5 separate regions of the Mus musculus genome follow, and regions 2, 3, 4 and 5 are each linked to region 1. The links are chromatin contacts, called in public HiChIP or PLAC-seq and promoter capture Hi-C maps. All regions are on one chromosome and are shown on one strand. The core of a region is the stretch at or near the end of the contact, and the rest is flanking DNA. Distances in the headings are between cores, read along the strand shown.

The links. Promoter capture Hi-C pulls out the DNA fragments that hold promoters and counts their contacts. HiChIP or PLAC-seq counts read pairs in DNA pulled down with a chosen protein or histone mark.
Region 2: a promoter capture Hi-C map of liver shows a contact between it and region 1, with 5 times the contacts expected there. The contact joins the promoter of Il12rb2 here to the promoter of Ndnf in region 1. A contact is called at or near these places in 2 of 39 promoter capture datasets (the 3T3-L1 cell line and liver).
Region 3: a contact with region 1 is called in an H3K4me3 HiChIP or PLAC-seq map of stem cell-derived neural progenitor cells, with 7 times the contacts expected there. The contact joins the enhancer-like site here to the promoter of Ndnf in region 1. A contact is called at or near these places in 2 of 39 promoter capture datasets (cranial neural crest and hippocampal neurons) and 1 of 115 datasets of contacts at active chromatin or transcription factors (stem cell-derived neural progenitor cells).
Region 4: a contact with region 1 is called in a promoter capture Hi-C map of liver, with 4 times the contacts expected there. The contact joins the promoter of Gadd45a here to the promoter of Ndnf in region 1. A contact is called at or near these places in 5 of 39 promoter capture datasets (cranial neural crest, hippocampal neurons, liver and 1 more) and 1 of 115 datasets of contacts at active chromatin or transcription factors (astrocytes).
Region 5: a promoter capture Hi-C map of liver shows a contact between it and region 1, with 4 times the contacts expected there. The contact joins the promoter of Gng12 here to the promoter of Ndnf in region 1. A contact is called at or near these places in 3 of 39 promoter capture datasets (embryonic stem cells, liver and pre-B cells), 1 of 484 Hi-C or Micro-C datasets (embryonic stem cells) and 2 of 115 datasets of contacts at active chromatin or transcription factors (astrocytes and stem cell-derived neural progenitor cells).

What each region holds. Positions count from the first base shown.
Region 1 is chr6:65,670,283-65,673,088 of GRCm38.p6, forward strand. It overlaps Ndnf (neuron-derived neurotrophic factor), which reads left to right and starts at 1,329. Exons shown (of 4, transcript NM_172399.3): 1 at 1,329-1,819. It overlaps Gm36144 (a long non-coding RNA gene), which reads right to left and starts at 965. Exons shown (of 2, transcript XR_869148.1): 1 at 577-965.
Region 2 is chr6:67,374,771-67,377,576 of GRCm38.p6, forward strand. It overlaps Il12rb2 (interleukin 12 receptor, beta 2), which reads right to left and starts at 1,418. Exons shown (of 16, transcript NM_008354.4): 1 at 1,265-1,418.
Region 3 is chr6:67,167,021-67,169,826 of GRCm38.p6, forward strand. No RefSeq gene overlaps it. Among named protein-coding and RNA genes, the nearest start is that of A430010J10Rik, 11 kb to the left of the region's middle. Within about 2 kb of position 1,466, at least 179 of the 459 cell types and tissues checked have an H3K27ac peak or open chromatin away from gene starts, as enhancers often do. A contact at or near this core is called in hippocampal neurons and stem cell-derived neural progenitor cells, where this site is marked.
Region 4 is chr6:67,036,054-67,038,859 of GRCm38.p6, forward strand. It overlaps Gadd45a (growth arrest and DNA-damage-inducible 45 alpha), which reads right to left and starts at 1,354. Exons shown (of 4, transcript NM_007836.1): 1 at 1,148-1,354; 2 at 957-1,058; 3 at 625-862. The coding sequence starts at 1,191. It overlaps E230016M11Rik (RIKEN cDNA E230016M11 gene), which reads left to right and starts at 546. Exons shown (of 7, transcript NR_040278.1): 1 at 546-882.
Region 5 is chr6:66,895,049-66,897,854 of GRCm38.p6, forward strand. It overlaps Gng12 (guanine nucleotide binding protein (G protein), gamma 12), which reads left to right and starts at 1,349. Exons shown (of 5, transcript NM_025278.5): 1 at 1,349-1,479. It overlaps 4930597O21Rik (a long non-coding RNA gene), which reads right to left. Exons shown (of 3, transcript XR_003956381.1): 2 at 997-1,969; 3 at 1-112.

The DNA.
Region 1 (2,806 bases), core at 79-2,578:
GCCTGGACTCCACCATACTCCAGAGTTCTGCACTGAAATCTGTATCCCAGCACCTTCTAAGCCTTTTATGGCGTTTACTAAACTATGTCACAGCATGGAAGCATTTAACAAACCCACCTAGAGTAGTAGTGGACCCCCTAGCAGCAGAACTTTGGAAAGTGGGCTGAACTGCTGTCTGCAAGATGCTTGCTTTTCAAAGGCATTTAACAGAAAGCTTATAGTTATAAATGAGGGTTCGATAAGGTTGAATTTCATCTTATCTTTGCTTTGGTGACAATGGAAGTAGATAAGTGTTTTCATGTTTTCAATACAGACACTATTAATGAATCCTGTGTAGTATATTCTTAGAACTTGATTCCCTAAAAGCCAGAGTCTGAAGAAAGAAAGAAAGAAAGAAAGAAAGAAAGAAAGGAAGGAAGGAAGGAAGGAAGGAAGGAAGGAAGGAAGGAAGGAAGGAAGGGAAAAGAGACTTGCTAGTCTAGATTCTCAGTCACGAAAATGAGATTTCTAAATATTACTCCATACCCATACACACACCCAGGCTCAGGCCAGGTTGCTAATTAAGCAAGTTCTTACCATAATTACCTAGTCAGCCTTAATGGATTTCCAAGTTTTGCTGGGCCTCACTGGTCCTGTAGGGTCATTTTTTTTTCAATTGTTAAAACAGCTGCTGAGTTTCAAGCCCCAGAGGCTGAATTTGCAGAGGCAAACGCTCCAGAGTGAAGGCTGGGGCAGGCGGTCTGCGAGAGTCGCCTTCTACGCTTGCTTGCTCGCTCGCTCGCTTCCTCCAACCTCCAGTCTTCCAACTGAACACTCCAGATCACTAACCAAGCTCAGAGTTCCTCTCCATTGTGCTCCCCGGCTTCTGGACACTGAGATGGTCCCCCGTGCGCGTCTAGTCGTGCATCATTGTTGGGGGTCTCAAAGGCGCCCTCCCACCCCTCTCCCCATCCCCGGTGGCAGGGACCTAAAGAAAGCAATGTGTCCTGTGACACCACCCCCCACCCCCCCAACCCCCACCAGACTGCAACCCCACGAGGGTCTTGTGTGAGGAGTACTTGGTCGTTGGACCGGAATGTATGCGCGAGAGAGGCAGCAAAGGAACGTGTGTGTGTGTGTGTGTGTGTGTGTGTGTGTGTATGTGTGTGTGCGTGCGTGTGTGTGTGTGTGTGTGTGTGTGTGTGTGTTGCACGCTGGCGCGCAGCGGGAGAGAGGGCGCGAGGCACGAAGGGGGAGCGGCGGGCAGAGGAAGGCGGGGCAGCGGGCAGCGGCGGGCGGGCTGGGAGGGGCAGAGGCTCAAGCTCTGCAGTGACACCAGGAGCCAGCGCACACTCCTTGCCCGGAGCGGCGAGAGAGCAGAGCTTAGCGAGCCGCGTATGAGCCGCCGCCTCTGTGGCTGGTGCACGGGGCTCTGTCTCTGCAGCCCGCGCCGGCGTTTAGCGAGCCAGTCGTCCGGCAGTGCCAGCTCCACGGGCGCGTTCAGTATCCTCCCGCCACCCAGCGCCCGCACTGACCAGCGCTGTCCTGAGACCCCCGGGCCGGCGCCGCCGTCTGCGCCACTTCGCAGCAACTTCTGCGGCTGCGTGTCGCCGGCCTTCTGCTTGTGTTGGAAGTTTGCAGCGCCCGCCACAAAGTTGGGACACTTGGGCATTACATTTGCCCTAGCGTGCACGTCCCCTCGGTTCGTGGATCCTGGTATTTGACATCTTGGTAGGATCCCCGGACCTGGGCTTTTTCCGCACCACACACCCCCCGGGAAGAAGAAAAAAAAAACCAACCAAACTTTCTTCTTCCCACTAGAAAAAACAAATTCTTTAAGGTAAGGAGCAAGATCGAATCTCACCTCCCCGGGCGCCTTCTTGCGCCGGTGCGGACCTGGCCCGACTGCATTTGCATCTAAGGGCTGGTTTATGGTCGGGGTTGAGGTGCATCCTCACACAGGGAAAGGAGCGACCAGAGACTCTCTAGAACACGGACGTGGGCAGCTCTCACTGAGTTGGTCGGTCTGTGGCTGGGTCTCTGATGTATTTGGTGGGCAGACAGCGGCAGTGCTGGGGAGGTGGACACGCTGCATCGGGCTGGAGTGGAACCCCGGAACCGCCCGCTTTATCCTAGCCCTGACTAGACACTGACTTTGGCCGGTTGGCGGTGGGCTCTTGCTTCTCTCCCCGGGTTCAAAGTCCTCCATATGTGCTAGTTCTGCGGGACTGGGTGTTGGGGCGGGAGGTGTTCGGGGGCACTAGCGTGGGTCTGCGAAGCTTACAGGACTCGCGGAGTGGAGCACGGAGGTGGGCTCCATGCAGACGGTGGCTGCTCGGCGGTGGAAGGAATCTTCTGGGACTAGCCCAGCGACCCCGCGCTTTCTCCTCATTTGTCCTCTGCCACGCAGACCAGCATCCTTAGAGAAACTTCCCTAAGCTGGGTGGTCTAGGTCCCGCTCATACTTTCCGAAGCTTAGCAGAGTAGCTACGGAGGTCCGGACACCCTCCTTCCACCACAGCGGCCACCCTGTGTGGTGACCTCTCCAGTGTGTGTGTGCCGGCCGGAGCTCTCTAGTCCGAGCCACCTTTCTCCTTGTCGCGCGGGCAGGGAGCCTGCGGAGTTAAAGCGCTAGCTTACAGACCCGCTCCGCTCTTCCCTGGCGGGCGCTTCGCAACTGTGATTTGGTGTGCTCTTTCATTTTGTCGCTCGAGCTTCATTCTCAAACTCTCTTCCCCGTCCCAGGCCGAGGTGTGAGAATTCTTGAAGTCGGTCGCTCCAGCTGCAGAAGGGTGGCTCGGAGCTGGCTCACTCCAATCCCACAGGT
Region 2 (2,806 bases), core at 168-2,667, 1.7 Mb after region 1:
CCCTTGTCAATGCCACAACGTAGCTAACCTGAAGTTGGATGGTGTCTGCTCTTATCATTCAAACCTGATCTTTGAAAAGTGCCCCCTGAGCAGCTAGGTCAGTCAAGAACTTTGCAGAAGACCGGGAAAAGACGTTTCAGTATCAGCTGACAATTCTCACTGTGTGGCTTATCCACGGAATAAGAAATAAAATGGTCCCTGTGCCACAAGACCATTGTGGGGTTAAAATGAGATGCTCTTAAGCACTGTACCGAGCATACAGCAAGCGCTCAGTAGATAACGCTCCTATTCCCATGCTGAAAAGAAAAAGAACACCATTCCATTTTTTCAAGGTCATAGTTAAAACTTAGGTAGGTAGCCTTTAAGCATCATCTAGTTCCACTGAAACATTAATTTGATTAAAACAAGGTATATTGTTATACCTTTGACATACTATGATATATGTTGATATACTTTGATATAAGTATCTCTAATTATAACTTTAAAGGAATGAAGTGGGGTTTCTATTGGCTATAGTGCCCACCAAGTGTAGTGAGAAAAACGGATGTTCAATTCTTATTTCTATCTTAAAAACAACAACAAATGCTGTTTCCCTGTGCAGAGTACTAGAAACTTCCAACAGCAAAGGAAACCAGATCTCCTCTGTGATTTGGTGGTTACATATTGAAAGCAGTGACGGCAACAATTTGCTAGAGAACAAGCCAGGTGCAACAGCAAGAAAGAGAGCCCAATACTGAGAAATTATTTGCAACACTTACTGTTCTAAGATTCTTCTCTCCTAAAGTCAGGCTGAAGTTCAGTTTGCCATCCTATCTAACCACGGAGACATTTAAGAGCCATGAGGAGTTTATCAGAGTATACTCCATGCCTAACAAATGGATTGCTGAGGATTCATTGAATCAGGCGTGGGGGATGCACAGGAAAAGGGGGACTACACCCATTCCTCACCGATGGAGAATGGGAATCCAATCTCTCCCCCCTCCTCCCTCTAACTTCCACTTTTAAAACAGCACTTCATTCTGTAACAAGAAGTGATCCCGTGCTTCAGTGTGGGCCTAGGCATAATTGGCCCTAAGGTGTGGCTCCCCACCTTTCTACATCTTGGTCGAGGGCACCTACCACTATCCTCATCCCAGGGAAGCCTGTGGGGCTCAGTCTGAGGACCAGTCAGTGCCCACGGGTGAAGGGAAGTCAGTCACTGGACCTCAGAGCCCCGGTTCTCCTTACCGGGTTCCTCTGCGCTCGCCCAAGTGCCTCCACTCACCAGAGCTCTTCCCGCGCACAGGACGCAGAGAGGGATCCTGGCACCCGCTAGCCTAGCGCAGCGCCATCGCTGGAGTCCACGCGGCAGTGTGGACCTCCGGTGCAGTGGCCATGACAAGTGTCCAGGCAGAGGTGCCCGGCCCTCGGGGAAGTCCCTTCTGCGCTCTCACCACGCCCGCCACTAGCCGCAGAGGGAGGGTTTAAAACTAAGTGAGAAAGGAACCAAGGCGTGTGACCCCAGTTGCCAGCACCCAGCGTGCTTAGTGCGGTTCTGAGAAAAAAGGGAACTTGCCCAGTGCAGGAGGCGTGTGCCACAAAATGACAAGGCTGACGCGCTAAACAACTCACTTACCAACTCATTAACTAGCATCTCAGTTATTTAAAGGTGACTTTAAGGACATATAAAACGGAAAGTGGACTTGAAACAAACAAAACACACTGGAGAAACTATTTTTTATCTGTGTTCACACTGACAGTTCAACATGCTTAACTAAACCTTTTCTTTCCCTCATTATAAGCAGATAAACATAATACAATTTCATTAGCACATGCGTTGCTGCTGTTCCGTTATCCCCGCATTGTCCCCCGGCTCCCCATGCCACCAGCTAGATTTAGACCCCAGCTTTTCTGCCTCCTAATTTGCCAGGCGTTAAAATGTGGAAAAGTGCATATGTAGAATACACAACTTGCAAATAGATTGTGCCACATGTAATTTACATTCGCTAATAAGTTATTATGCAAGAACTACAAAAAGCTTTAAAATTTCAGATCAACACTCCTTTGTAACAAGATGGCTCAGAGCTGTGGAAATCCTTGGTATAGCAAAGTTAGCTGAATTGTCTTAGTCAAAAGTAAATAATGTAAATCAGATGTACTGCCTCTCTCCGGTAATCTTAGGCAGGAGGGCTTTAGTAAATTCCAGGCCCACTTGAGCTATGGAGATAGGATTAAGTCACTAATTATTTTTAGAGTAACAAATATTTCAAATTTGCGATTTTTCTGTAATATAAGATTATTCACAATATGCTACTTAATTTTTTTCTGCAAAATATTTAAAAGCCCAAATTTATGGGTTTAGTGGTGACAGCAAAGTAATATATACACCAAGTGAGAATAAGCTAAATAAATAATGAGTAAATAAATACATAGTAGCCTCTGGTTAGTTGAAAGGACAGCTGGTGATATCAGAGATGATATGATATTAAAGATATAGTGGTCAAATATGAATGATAACTTTGTGCACTCTATGGGTTAGGTTATTTTTCAATAGCTTCATTTAGCTTATTAACTATTCATTTATGCATATAATAAAAAGCAGCTGAACATATATTAGAACTGGTTTTGAAAATCCCTTTTTATTTTCTGAAGGCGTATACAGTCTAAAATACTGAAAGACCACTGGTTACAAACCTCCATCTATATAGGACCTTACCTCACTACTACCAGATGCTAATTGCTTTAAATATTCCTGAGACACTTCATTTACCTTACGGCCTAAGATGTGAAAGTTTAAGAGTCAGGTTTAAATTTGATTGTGAAGCAA
Region 3 (2,806 bases), core at 216-2,715, 1.5 Mb after region 1:
AGCCTCAAAGCCCAGCCTGAGAGCTAAGGAGATGACCTGGGAGGTTAAGAACACTGGCTGTGCCTGCGGAGGACACAAGTTTGGTTCCTAGCATCCACATAGGACAACACGGAACTTCTATAAATCCAGCCGCCCAGGATCCGACATCCTCTGCTGGTACTTACACTCATTCATATTCACACCATTTAAAGACTTTTGAATGAATCTTAAAAATAGAAAAGAAACAAACAAGAGTAAGAAACCAAGCCTGGCATTTAGCCCATGTTTCCAACCCTTTAGATGGGTTATTTCAATTAACTTTCAGAATTAAACCACAAAGAGGGTTAGAGGTATAGCCCATTTTAAGAGGTGCTTGCCTAGCATACACTACACCTGGTTCTGATCCCAGGGCACATACACACAAAAGTAGAGAGATTAGTCTCCTCCAAGGGGGTGAGAGCACTGCCTAACACCACATTAGCTAACACACGATGGTCGTGAGCACAGGATGTCACGTCACGCCCCAGGTGATCTGTGCATGTCTTCATTGCTGTCATTTAATTCTACCTGACATTTCTGTTTACCATTCTGATTACCAAGGGAGATACGTGTAATTTCCTGTCATCCACCCAGTGTTAGCAAAACGTTAAGTCTTGACCATGAAGGAATTGTCTGGATCTACTTGGGGCTGATCAGTAAGTGGCCACTCTTTGCAAGTGTTTGCACAGATGGCTGCCTCAGTACACAGAGGTGCTCTAGCTATAAGGACGGAGGGCATAAAAACAGTAAGCTGGGCTCGGGGCACAGTACACTACTGGGAGAGCGAGGCTTAGAATGTCCAAGGTCCTGAGGTACCTTATGTTTACAATGAGGCAAATCTGGGCAAGAGATAGTCAGGCGTTCAAGGAGCAAACAAGTGGGAAAAGATGGAAGTGTTTGGAGGAGACTCGAAGCTTTGTGTTTCCTCTTTGAATCATTTACTTCTCCAGCTAGTTATTCTTTACGTTGTTTGCAAGGTCTTGTCTTTCCCATTTGAAACACAGTTGGCCAGCAGCTGGAGATGCTGAACACTGGCGTGTATAAAACCCTAGACTCCATTCTCAACAGGTTTAAAAAAAAAAAAAAAGGCTAGTCACTTCTGCTCCAGCAAACCAGGTTGTGACTTCCGGGGCTGCAGTGGCTAAGGACAGTGTTGCAGCAACATAACATAATCATAAAGACCTCTGCCTTTATTGTCTGTTTCAGTCTATGCCACATGAAACCCTAACCAAGTTCTTCCACCAGTAAGCCAGTTAAAACAGCCAAGTTCACAGTGAAAGAGCTGAAAACGGAAGAGGGACAAAGAGAACAGCTGATCAGGATTCCTCTTCCAGAGCCAAACGTGAGGTTAGGTTTAAATTGAAGCCAGAGTTGATAGTTTCCTGACTAAAAAAAAAAACTACAATTCCCAGATTCCCCTGCAGCCGGGCAAATCCACATGAAAGGGAGGAGGGACTATGGGAGGAAAGAGTGCTACAGTCATTTTCACTCCTAAAAAGGGTCACAGCCATCTTACCCCCACGCCCAGGCATTCTCAACCACCCCCGTGGATGTGAGTGAGTGTCAGCCAATGAACACGATCCCACCCGTCTAAAGTCAGATGCCTCTCTTTTTCTGCTTCCCATCTCTTTTAAGCCGCCTTAGAAACCTAACAAGTCATGCATATCTAAGCACTCCTGGTGCGTTCCTGCCCACCAGTAATCAATCTTGTTTCAACTCCATTTTCCTGAAAAGTGCAACTTGTCTGGACTCAGCTATGCTTGCTTTCACTTCCTAACAATCCTGGGACTAAAAGTTGCAGAATGCTGATTTGTGGGATGGTTAAGAGGGAACCTGGACTAAACAACTGAATTGATATGTAAATAGAAAACTGGGCTTTTGTTCTGCATGAGATGAGCTAGCAAAAAGTGATAGCACTTCCTTTTTTTTAAGGATTCTTCTCAATCGAGCAGTGGTGGTGCATGCCTTTAATCCCAGCACCTGGGAGGCAGAGGCAGGTGGATTTCTGAGTTCAAGGCCAGCCTGGTCTACAGAGTGAGTTACAGGACAGTCAGAGCTATCTGTCTCGAACCCCCCCCCCCCCAAAAAAAAAGAGCTGAGCTGTCTAGAGAGTGAACAAATCTTTTAGAATGTTTTTAACAGGATTTCTGATTTGGTCAGAAAATCTATAGAGAGAAACACAGCTCTTTTAGAATTTTTTTCCTAATAGGATTTCGGACCTCAGTCTCAGGAACCCAAACGTAGTCCAGGCTGGTCCTTGGAACACTGTGCATAAGTTGGAACCTGCTATGAAGATTTCAGAGTGCATGTGACTCCTGACACTGTGCAAAAGGAAGAGACGAAAAGAAGAGCAGCTTTTGATGCTTAGAAGAATGGACGGCCCTTGAAGATCAAAGGCACTCCCGGGCTAGCTCCATGGTCAAGGCAGCTTATAAAGGAAGGCATTTAGTTGAGGCTTGCTTACAGATTCAGAGGGAGAATCCATCACAAGCATTGCAAGGAATGGGGTGGCAGGCAGGTAGGCAGGCAGGCAGGCAGGCAGGCAGGCAGGTAAGACTCTGGGGCAGTAGCTGAGACCTTACATCCTAATTCCCAGGCAGCAGGCAGAAAATTTGAGACTAGACCTTGTGTATGGTTTTGAAACCTTAAATCCCACTCCCAATGACATATCTCCTTCAATAAGACCGCACTTCCCAATCCTTCCTAAACTACTCACAAACTGGGAACCAAACCTTCAAATAGGCGAGCCTATGGGGGGTGGGGGGGGGGACAATTCTTATTCAAAGCC
Region 4 (2,806 bases), core at 104-2,603, 1.4 Mb after region 1:
AGGGCTGCAGGGCAGGCAGCTGCTGAACTCTTATCTTCCCTGACGATGAATAGCACATTTTACTGGCAGCAACAAGTAACCAGGCAGTCACTTCCCTACACAAGTCAGAAGAGAAAGAGTACAAAAACAAAAAACCAGAAGACCTAGACAGCACGGTTCTTTCTGAAAACACTATCAACCCACCACACATTTTTAAGCGGTGGGGAGGAGGGAGCTCGTTTAAACAAACTCAAGAGCAGCAAAGAAAAGAATTCCACTCGGTACACTTCAGAGTATCTATCTATATCCAGGGAATTAATAAGGTCTGTCTCCTACACCACTTCTACCTTTAGCTTTGACAGCAAATGAAGAATGAAGCTAACTTCTTAACGAAGGGTAAACCGGGAATTTATTTGGCTTTATCTAATCTGTTCTGCTCAAAGAATTAGCCACGCGAGGTTGTGCAGAGGTAAGCAGAGGTAGCAGCTGGGCAGCTTGCTGACTCACAGGGATATCTTCCGCCGCTGGAGGCCACCCACGAGCTTAGACACGCTCCGTACCCTATCACAACCCCCGCGAGATCAGCGTTCAGCTCGGACAAGGTCCACCCCAGCAGATTCTGGGCTGCAGCCCCGGGTCTCTTACCGTCACCAGCACACAGTGCAGGTCCGGGGTCTGCGCGGCGCCCCCGCTCTCCGCCGGGCCCGCGTCGTTCTCCAGTAGCAGCAGCTCAGCTAGCCGACCCGGGTTGCTGACCCGCAGGATGTTGATGTCGTTCTCGCAGCAGAACGCACGGATGAGGGTGAAATGGATCTGCAGAGCCACATCCCGGTCGTCGTCTTCGTCAGCAGCCAGCAGGCACAGTACCACGTTATCGGGGTCTCTGCGGGCAGCGGGGCAGCGGTGAGTTGCATACGCTCAGGGGGGCGCGGGGTAGAGGCGGGTGGGTGGGCGAGCGGGGAACGCGGGCCACTTACACGTTGAGCAGCTTGGCAGCCTCGTACACGCCGACCGTAATGGTGCGCTGACTCCGAGCCTTGCTGAGCACTTCCTCCAGGGCATCGCCCACCGTGTCCATCCTGCGGGCGGCAGGGTGAGAGCGGGTCAGCCGGGTCCCCGGACGCGAGGCGGGAGGGGCGGCGGCCACCGAGTCGGCAGGCACACTTACCTTTCGGTCTTCTGCTCTGCAGCCGAGAATTCCTCCAAAGTCATATTGCAAGTGCGAGTCCCTCCCTCGGCGCGCGGGCTGCTCCTGGCCCCCACAGTGCGCGGCGCCGGCTCTGCGCTCGCTCCCACCCTCCCTTCTCCGCTCCGGCCGGCCGGCTGCTCGCCTAGCCTCGCTGGGGAACTCTGCACTGCTGCCTCGGGGCCACTGGAGGACAAAGGGCCCGATTCCGGAGATATGGGGCTAGCCCTCAGCCAACCAGGTCCAGCTTCATTTGCATGCAGTCAGGCCATTGGGTTATGCAAATTAGCAGACGTTGACACCCAGACCCTCGCTCCACCAAAGCAAGGCAGAGTTGAGCGGAAAGGGGCGGAGCTACGCGGGAGGGAGCCCACGGGACGAAGGTGGTGCTGAAACCCGGTTGGTGGGGTCCTGAGCCAGCTCTAGGTAGTTTGTGGAGCCTTCTGGTGCGGAGGGCTTTGCAGTGGTTCAAGTGTCCTCAGCTCTGACTGAAACAGCCTGCCAATTGTTTTTCTGGTTGTGGACATCTTTTGATTGTCGTTTCGTGCCCTTTGTGTTAAGGGGCTGCTTTTTAAATTTTACTTCCAGGGATTAATGCACTCCAGTCTAGCTGTTGTTAGTAAGCATATTTTTAAGTGTCCAGACATGCCGGGCAAAGCTTGCTTCAGTGTTTATATGCAAGTTTCAGGTAAACCTGCTTATTCCCAGTAGTAGTCTTTTGGTGCCCTGATGGCTGGTTTGATTTGGTTTTGGTTGGTTGTGAGAATTTGAAACTCCAGGGAGAAGAAAAAAAAAAAAAAAATCGCATTTGTGTGTAGTGGTGGCACAGTACCAAGTTGGAATCTTTTCCACAAAAAGTTGGTGAAATTTCTGCCTACTCCATGTAAGGTGGGGAGCTGGTGATCGCATGTTTAACGAGCCAAATTCACCGTTCTTAGAATCCTTCCTGAAGAAGGCTCCTTCTGATCAAGTAAGAGCTAAGAGAGAAATTCTGTGGTATTCAGAGGTGCCATCATGGAAATTCGAGGTGCTCACGATGTTCCCTGAGCGTCCCATCACAGGCAGAAGAGTATGACACCACCTTTACTGTCTATGAGCTCACTCTGAATTACTGAAGCTGAATCATGAAGCTGTAACTGTAGTACATTTTAGCCATGTGCTCAAATTTCACCTTTGAGATAATAGCAACTTGTAGGTAGAAGGCAAACCCTCGTAACTGCAAGCAGGAGTTACAAAGTAAAAACAATTTTTAATGCAAACTTTTACTGGATAGCTCAAAACTCTCTTTGTTTTATGAGCTTATTCAGTAAATACAAAAGCATTGCCTGAACCTACTAGTCACGGAGAGTGGTGAAATTGCAGCCCATATGCTTGCATTCTTAACAGTGCTAATATTGAGGTCACTGGGTAGCTTACAGTTACAGAAGTAAATTTTGCAGAGGTACATGTGAGTTATCCTTAAGATTTTTTTTGCGGGGGGAGGGGTGGTTTTTCGAGACAGGGTTTCTCTGTGTAGTCCTGACTGTCTTGGAACTCACTTTGTAGACCAGGCTGGCCTCGAACTTAGAAATCCGTCTGCCTCTGCCTCCCGAGTGCTGGGATTAAAGGCGTGCGCCACCATACCCGGCAAGTTTTTATTCT
Region 5 (2,806 bases), core at 99-2,598, 1.2 Mb after region 1:
TGATCCAGAGGTGGAAATCACAACCATAATAGTCCATTCTTGTGTCTGGCCATTCTGTTTAGGGTGCATCTTCAAACTGTCACGATCTGAATCAGCCAAGTGTTTCCTAACACTGTAGAAAGTAGGAAATAAAAGGCAGGCTGTGGTTTGTACCTCAACAAGAACATCCTCTGGAGGCTGCTCAGACCACACTGGCCAAGCAAGGCATTCTTGAGTAAGAGTGCAAACAGGAGTGAATTTAAAGCCTTCAGTGGGATTCAGTACCTAGATCCCAGCATCCCCAAGACCCACTCAACAGTGCATCCTCATCCAATGCTAGTACTTATTTATTTCTGTTTGATCTTTTAAATAATATATTTTATTTATTCTTTGACAATTTCATACAGGTATCCTGATCACACCCAACTTCCCCTCCTACTCTGCCACCCCCAACCCCCAACATGTTTCCCTCCCACCGTCCTTCCTTCCCCTTCCTTCCTTCCTTCCTTCCTTCCTTCCTTCCTTCCTTCCTTCCTTCCTTCCTTCCTTCCTTCCTTCCCTCCCTCCCTCCCTCCCTCCCTCCCTCCCTCCCTCCCTCCCTCCCTCCCTTCCTTGGCACTGAGTCCAATTACTGACCCCTGCTCTCACCCAATAGTAGCATCATTTTAAAAAGAGATCACGATGATTATTAGTGACTCACACCTTGGAGTACTCTAGCCAACTGCTGAGTGTTACCATTTCTGTACATCCATCTCTACAGGACTTAAGCAAGTCCCCCTCAGGTTGATGGTATCTCCTATCACATTTAGCATAATGCTTGACCCCACACAACAGGTGCTTCGTTTTGTTGAATGGCTGTAAGCAGCTTTTGTGGAAGCAAAACTAGCCCTTCAACCTGCCAAACTCTAAATGCTTACAAAACAAAACAAAACAAAACAAAACAAAAAAACAACCTGTCCAATTAATTTATTATGCAGTACTCTGTCCGGTCTGGGACATTCAATAATCTGGCTTTACCTCCATTTCTGGGAAACAACCTCCCTGTTGCCCCAGAGTCCTTTAAATATGACGGTGGCCGTTTCCTCAGACCTTTCTGGATCAGAGCCCCACTTTTGTGTGGGGTTTGGCAGAGCTCATCTTCGCAGCCTGGGGACTGCGGTGTGTGGTCCTGGTGGTGATGTATGGTGGTGGCCTCGCGTGGTTGCCCGGGCCCACCGCACCGCAGCGAGCTGCACCAACCCAGCCGCGGGCACGCGTGTCCTGACCCCCGACGGCCGCAGTTGGGCGCGGCGACCACGTCCCATGCCCGTGGGCCAGAGCGGAGGGGGTGGCGGCGACAGCCCCGCCCACCGGGCCGTGCGCCCCGCCCACGCGCGAGGGGAGGAGCTGGAGCGGAGTAGGGAGGAGAGGTCGGGCGGTCCCGGGAGCGCGGAGAGCCGGACTCCCAGGCGGCGGCAGCAGCGGCGGCGGCGGCGACGACGGCGAAGAGTGAGTGCCAAGGTAGCGCCGGGACCGGACGGGGCGGGGCGGTCGCCGCTACTTCGGGGCCGCCTGTGGGTCCCGCGGGCTGGCAGCGGGCTGGAGCTAGGGAGCGGAGGAAGGAAGCGCGTGCTGCGGGCGCTCTGGGCCGCGGAAGGGGAGTGGGAGCGAGGCCAGCCGGGGCCCACAGACGCGAGAGCCCGCTGGGGCGCGAGTGGCCCCTGAGGCTGGGTCTCCGTAGCTGCCTCGCTCGGCCTCGCCCCGCCGGAGGAAGGCCCGGGAAAAGCCGCCAGGTCGCGGTGGTGCGGGAGGAGCCGGTCGGAGCCGCCACGCACGCCCCTCCTCCGATCTCTAGACGCGCGTGGGTTGGCAGCCTCGGTACTGGGTCTTCACAGGGGGGTGGCGGCGGGTAAGGAGCTGATCGTGGAGAGAATTCGGGTGACACTTCACGAGGGACCCTGCGGCGGTGACTGGAACAGGAAGGTCGGAGTTCAAACTTGAGCCTTGTGTGCTTTTTTTATATTTTTTTTTAAATGTAGCGCCTGAAGCTTAGCCCGTGGGTTTAAAAAACTCCTCTTTATTTTAGTTAGGGCCTGTCAATTAAACTTCATTTTAAGACGCCATTGCTAGTGTCTCCTGACACTCGTTTATCCTTTTAAGTCTGTGGATGCCTTGTAAACTTGACTTAACTTTCACAAAGGGAGCCGTGATTCTTGTTAAACTTTAAGCAACTGGAAATCAGCTGGAAGGATCTGCCGAGGCCTGTGGTCTCGTGGTCCTCCTGTGCGGGCGTGGCTGTGCACAAACAAGTGGGTAGGAAAGGACGCAGCCCCACGCTTGAGCTGGAGGGGAGATCTGTGCCCATGTGCCAGGGCACGTTTAAACGCAGCTCCAAGTGGAAACACTGGGGATGTCTTAGGCCTTGTTGGACGGACTTCACATGATTCGTCTCATTCCGGTCAGTTATTTCCTCTCCCCACTGCTCTTTAGACACTGTTTATATTTCCTGGGGCGATCGTAGCGTCTCCTGAATAGATTGTCTATAATGAATCTTTTGGATGTTGTCAGAGCCAGGCTCTGTGTCTGTGTGTTCTCAATGTTTAAAGCAATAGCTTGGCTGTGTTTTGAGAGTGCTGGTCACCCTGCTGCACCATTGCTTGGCACTTCAAACCATGGATGTAAATTACCTCCGGATTCCAGCCCTTCCCCAGGGAAGCTGGGAAAGCAGTCACTGGAGAACAGTAAGGTTAAATTTACTATGATCAAGCAGTCACTTTCAAGAAAGGAGGGCCACCCTCCCCTTTTAGAACAAAAATGTATATGTCAGCAGGGTCATTTTCCAATAAAT